2 separate regions of the Ovis aries genome follow, and region 1 is linked to region 2. Evidence: chromatin contacts called from public Hi-C data. All regions are on one chromosome and are shown on one strand. Each heading gives the region's core, a stretch centred on a gene start, on an enhancer-like site or on the middle of the called end of the contact. The rest is flanking DNA. Distances are from core to core; before and after follow the strand shown.

Region 1 (3,065 bases), core at 190-2,689, 56 kb after region 2:
GCGGCGGCGCTGCGGCAGGTTGACTTCACAGGGGTCCGGGTGGCGGGTGAAGCGCGCAGTCCGGGTCGCGCCAGTAGCGGCGATCGCGCAGCCTTCGCGCCGCAGCGCCCCCTGCCGGCCGCCCTCGCCGGCGCGCCCCCTCGGCGGCGCACCGCCTGGACCTTCCCGGCTCTGCGAGTCCCGCCTCTCTGCACCCCGAGAACTGGCAGCGGCCAGAACCTGTCAGACGACGCCTGCTTCGTCCCATCCAGTCCGCAGCTCTGCTTCTAACCGCGACAATAAGTGTGTAGCGGGAGCCCGCCGGTCGCTGGGGAACCGGGGAGGCGGGTTCGCCCTGGCGAGGTGGGCACTCCTTTCCCGGCCTCGGACCCCAAACCACAATTCCCCGACCGCGCGAGAGAGCGCGCGCGACACATGCGGGGAGAGTCTGTCTCTGCTCTCTCTTCTCGTCCCACTGTCTCTCGGCGGACAGGCGGGGCCCAGACCACTCAGCTCTGCTCTCCCTACTCCGTCCTCTCTCCTTTTGCTTCCCTCTCTCCACCTGCCTCACCAGCGTCCCTTTTCTGCCCTGCCTAACCCACCTCTCTCCCTTCAACAGAGGCTCCCCGAACCTCTCCCTCCCACGCCCCTCCCCCCACCCCATTGTCTGGCTGGTCTTCATTGTCCGACGCCCGGTCCCCTTGCCTCCAGTCCCTCCGTCCTCCTCCCACACCATTCTTATCTCCTCGTCTCCGGTTCCCCACCCCAACCACGCTCGCCCCTCACTTTTCTAGTTCCCGTCCCATTCCTCGTCCTTCTCTAGCCTGGGTTCCGTCCCACGACTCTCCAGAGATCAAGATGCTCAGAGGGAAAGTCGCCTCGAGATCCCGCATTCAAGCGCCCTCTTCCGAAGAACCCAGGCATCCGAGAGCCCCACGACTCTCTCCTGAGAGACCCCTCCCAGCTCCTCCACACACACCTCCTATGGCACACGAGGACCTGCTTCCGCGCGCCCCTCTTCTCCGCATCTTTACCTTAAATCTCAGAGTCGCCTCTTCGCTCTGAGAACCTGAGACGCTCCTCCGTGGATACTGGCATCATCGGAGCTCCTCTCTCGTCATCCACCGCCCCCCGCCCCACACCCGCCCCGCCGCCGCCGCCGCCGCCAGCATCTGGGACCCCAATGCTCTTTTCTGTTTTTCCTCAGGGAAACTTGGACTCATCGAGGTTTCGGTCCCGGGAAAGAGAGCGAGCTCCCCTTCCGTTAGCACTCACCCCCAGGAGCAGCAGCAGCAGCAGGCGCGGCCCGTCCATGGCGCGGCCGGCGGCACCTGACCCCATCGCCCGCCTCCCGCGGCAGCGCTCGGCTTTCAGTTCAGCCCGCTCCGCGGACCGATAGGGCTGCGCTGCGCAGCGCTCCAGCGCCAGCCCCTCAGAGCTGGCGGAGGCTCGGCTCCCTCTGGCTGCCGGCGGGAGGGGCTAGGAGAAGCCAGTGCGGCGGCCCCGCCCTCGCCCCGCCCAGCCCGCCCACCCCCGGAACCGCGCCCGCCCTCCCCGCGGTCTCCCGGAGGGGAGAGGCGGAAAGGGACCGTGCAGGGAGCCGCGCCCGTGAGCCCCGCTGCAGCTTCTCCGCACCCCGCCCTCAAAGCTTATCCCTGACCTGGTACCCGGCGCCTGACCCGCGCTGCTACGCGTCCGTCCCGGATGCTGTGGGCTCGGATTCCCTCTCTTGCGCATCTTTCCCTGCCTCTGGCTTCAGCTTCTTCCCCGGTGCCCTGCTCCCTACCCAGCCGTTATCAGCAGTAATGCTCACTGCCCGCCCCTCCTTTCATTTCCCGGTCTATACCCAAGTCCTTCTCTGCCCCTTCCCAGTGCGGGGTTGTCTCTGCAAAGGCCTAGGGGAAGGAGGGAGAGAGGTGGCAAGTGGTCTGACACGGACCACAGACAGCTGGGACGTTCAAGGAGGAGACCATCCCGACATCATTTGAATTCTCAAAAGACGGGTCTGAAGCGATCGCAGGTGTGCACACACACAAAAAGGAATACACACACTCCCGAGGTTACATACATATGTGCTTATGCAGTCGCCTATGCCCCCGCCATCCTCACGCAGTCCTGTGGACCGGTGCCTTCTGCCCATGCCTGTGCACCTCCACACATGCACACTCATCGCCCGTGTGCTCATAACATTCAAACACACGTCCTCACATACACACTCACACATACACGTGTTCGTGTGCAGTCATCTCCATGAAACCCCTCATATGTATAATCTCTCACACAGTGCACACACACACACACACACACACAGAGATATGAACACATAGATGTATCCTCAACCATTTGCCTTCATTAGACTATGTTTCCATAAGCTGATGAGCTCCCTGGAGGCAGGGACTGCGGTTTCTTATCTGGATGCCTAGTACACAGTAGGTGTTCAATGAAGGTCTGCAGAAAGAATAAAAGAGTTGAATGGACTCACATCCACGTACATCTCCAGGACCACACTCATCATGCTCTAGAAAACTTGGAAGTTTCAAATTATAGGCCCTGGCAACCCCAGGAGTTTGCCACCAGTCTTTTGGCAGGAAGCACTTCCACCTCCACCTTGATGCTCAACCCCACCTTGCCTGTCCCCACCCTTTCCTGGTTCCCAGATAGCCCTGGAGCATAGAGTTGTAGGGGGCAAGTCTATAAAGCTCATCCCCTCACCCTGAACTTGGCCAGGTGTGGACCTCAGTTTCAACTTTGAAAAGATAGCCTTACAGGAAGAAGGGAGAGAGTCAGACACTTGTGCTTAGGGCAAGCTTACTATTGGTAGGTGATTTCTCAGCTAAATCATTCATTTGTGGGAGTAAAAATTCTGCCCTGTGAGTTTCTTTCCTGTGTAACCAACAAAATCCAGTGGCTATCCCCAGAAAGGACAGGTAGACGTCAAATCACTGTGGCCTTGGCCATGAATGTGAATAAGCTACCTCCCACGGCTGGGCAGAAGACACCAGGCAGCCATCCCCTCTTCAGAAATCCCTGAGGATCCCTCCTCTCAGACAGGGATTGCCTCTAAGCTGTCTCCTCCTGCGGCTTTT
Region 2 (2,953 bases), core at 259-2,758:
TGTGGGGTGCTGGCTGCTCAGAGTGTGAACTGCTGTCCCTTTGGAACTAGAATTGCATTTTCTGACTAAAGCGCTGGAAGGAAAAAGAGATGAGCAAATGTATATAGTCTAAGCCCATTTTACATAAAAAGAAGGAACATCTGAAAAAAGAAATCTCTCTCTCTCCTCTGTCTCCTGTCAGCCATACTGGCTCAGCCTCATTCCATTCTTCCAAGGGGTCTCTGTGCAACCCCTTCCTATGCTCAGAGGCTTTTTGGGGCCCTTAGAATAACATTCAAACAGTGGTCTACAGCGCCCTCTATTGGGCATCAACTCAAACGTCCCTCCTTGAAGGGCCCTTCCCTTGCTGTTCCACCCAAACCAGCCTGGTCCCTGCCCCAGAACTCATCACTCCCAGCCCATCACCCCACCATTCGCCCCAACCCCCACCCAGAGGTTGCATTACTATCTGAAATGTTCACTCTCTCATGGGGCTTAGAATGTAAGCCCCATGAGAGCAGTGGGCATCGTGGTTGTCTTGTTTTCCCGTAGCCCAGGCTTAGCACAGGGCTCAGCACATAGTGGGTTTCAATTCTTCCTACCTGCTTAGTGAACAGCCTTAGAACAATAAGGCAAGACAGCCCTCCTTCAGCCACGTTAGTGATCTCAGGGGTGTGGGGCTGGAAAGGGAGGGAGAAATTTATCAAGTTTTTCTTTAGATAACTGTGGTTTGTTTAGCTGTTACAAAGAACATGTAGTATGGTGGTTTGTAATTAAAAAGAAAACCCAATAAAGTTAATTTAAAAAATAAAAGAAAGAAATTAAAGTTTTCATTTCCTGGGGGTAAAAATAAGAAAAAACCAGAAGGTTTTACATGAGAAGTTGGTTGTAAGAGAGCACGGGCAGTTTCCTGAGATGGGCTTCTGAAGAGGACTGGAGAATATGGTGGCAAAGAGACAAGACAAGGAGATTCTAGAATTCTTACAAGAGGGGACTGGGTAGAAGGGGCAGGAGGAAGGGGCAGAGCTAGGAGATCTGGAGTGGTCTGTAGGTTGTGCTGGGGTGGTTGGTGGGGAGCCTGACCGGTGAGGGTGCCTAGGTCATTCCGTGACACCACCCCTGGGATTTAGCCAGCCTCATCCAGTCCCTGGCCCCAGCTATTTTGGGGGGGTCAACCATCACCCCTCTCTTGGCTTCAGTTTTCCCAGCAACAAAATAGGGATTGATGTAGGAGTCACTAAAGTTTTCCCAGCTCAGATGACCACTTCAGTGGGCACTGACTCCTAGGGCCCTAGGAAGCTTGCATTCCTTGAGAGTCCCCTGGACAGCGAGGAGATCAAACTCCTTTAGGTCAGTCTTAAAGGAAATCAACCCTGAATATTCACTGGAAGGACTGATGCTGAAGCTGAAGCACCAATACGCTGGCCACTGACTCATTGGAAAAGACCCTGATGCTGGGAAAGATTGAGGGCAGGAGAAGGGAGTGACAGGATGAGATGATTAGATGGTAAGTTATTATGACTCAGTGATAGCGAGATAGTGACACTGACTCACTGTCTCAGGGAGGTAGTGAAGGACAGGGAAGCCTGCTGTGCAGCACTCCACGGGGTTGCAGAGAGTCGCCCAAGGTTTAGCGACTGGACAGCAAGCGTCTGCAAGCAATCTCTTTCCCCCCTCATCATCGGAGCGCTCAAGATGGCCACATCCTCTGGCCAACAGAGGGCGCTGCGGCATCGCCTTACCCTGAGCAGTTTGCTGAAGCTGAGGTTTTGGGTGTGCCCCGCGCATCACTGCGACCCTATCAACCAAATCTTCCTCTCTACAGCCCTGGTCACACTAGCGTCCACAGAACTCGAGTATCTGGTTCTCTGAGCCTGGACCCCACGCTATGATCAGTTGCTGAGTCCAGATGAAACACAGGCCTATGGGCCACACAGTAAGGGGCGGGGACTTAGGCAAATAAGCTATGTCAGGAAGTCTTAGGCTGGACATTTGATCTGTCTGCCCAGAACTGTCACATCCTGACCCATGATTAAGACTCTGCCAAATCCAGATTAAAATCTAGATTCTGATACATGCTCGTTGTGTGACCTTGGTGAGGAAGCCCCTAATAGTGCCACGTGGGAAGCCCCTAAATGTTCTGAGTCCACTTTCCACTTACAAAGTGGAAAGCCAGTATCTCCAACACAAGATTGTTGTAGGAGTTAAATCAGGTATGTAGTCATAACTATAATAGTAAATACTGAGTAGTGCCAGGAAACTCTTCTAAGTGTATTGCATGAATTGATTTGTTTAATCCTCACTATAAGCAGATGAAAAGCTATGAAAAACCTGGACAATGTATTAAAAAGCAGAGACATCACTTTGCTGACAAAGGCCTATCTAGTCAAAGCTATGGTTTTTCCAGTAGTCATGTACGGATGTGAGAGTTGGACCATGAAGAAGGCCGAGTGCAGAAGAATTAATGCTTTCAAACTGTGGTGCTGGAGAAGACTCTTGAGAGTCCCTTGGACAGCAAGGAGATCAAAGCAGTCAATCCTAAGGGAAATCAACCCTGAATATTTATTGGAAGGACTGTTGCTGAAGCTGAAGCTCCAGTACTTTGGCCACCTGATGCAAAGAGCCAACTTCTTTGGAAAAGACCCTGATGCTAGAAAGATTGAGGGCGAGAAGAGAAGCGAGTGACAGAGAATGAGATGGTTGGATGGCATCACTGACTCAATGGACATGAGTCCCTGAGCAAACTCAGGGAGACAGGGAAAGACAGAGAAGCCTGGAGTTGCTACAGTGCATGGGGCTGCAAAGACTCGGATATGACTTAGTGACTGAACAAGAACAATAAGCAGATGAGGTCTGTCCTATTATTATCCCCATTTTGTAGATGGAGACATAACCCTTGCTGTAAAGGAAATTCTAGTCCAGTGGGGAGACAGAGAAGTGAGCAAAAATCCTTTGAGCCAAATTAGTCTGTACT

Evidence for each region. A called contact is a pair of places that touch in the nucleus more often than the background predicts.
Region 1: a Hi-C map of tail adipose tissue shows a contact between it and region 2, with 4 times the contacts expected there. The contact joins the promoter of NGFR here to the enhancer-like site in region 2. A contact is called at or near these places in 6 of 16 Hi-C or Micro-C datasets (liver, mixed tissues, muscle and 2 more).

What each region holds. Positions count from the first base shown.
Region 1 is chr11:36,843,547-36,846,611 of ARS-UI_Ramb_v3.0, forward strand. It overlaps NGFR (nerve growth factor receptor), which reads right to left and starts at 1,440. Exons shown (of 6, transcript XM_027974687.2): 1 at 1,255-1,440. The coding sequence starts at 1,320.
Region 2 is chr11:36,787,888-36,790,840 of ARS-UI_Ramb_v3.0, forward strand. No RefSeq gene overlaps it. Among named protein-coding and RNA genes, the nearest start is that of NXPH3, 16 kb to the left of the region's middle. Within about 2 kb of position 1,509, at least 4 of the 54 cell types and tissues checked have an H3K27ac peak or open chromatin away from gene starts, as enhancers often do.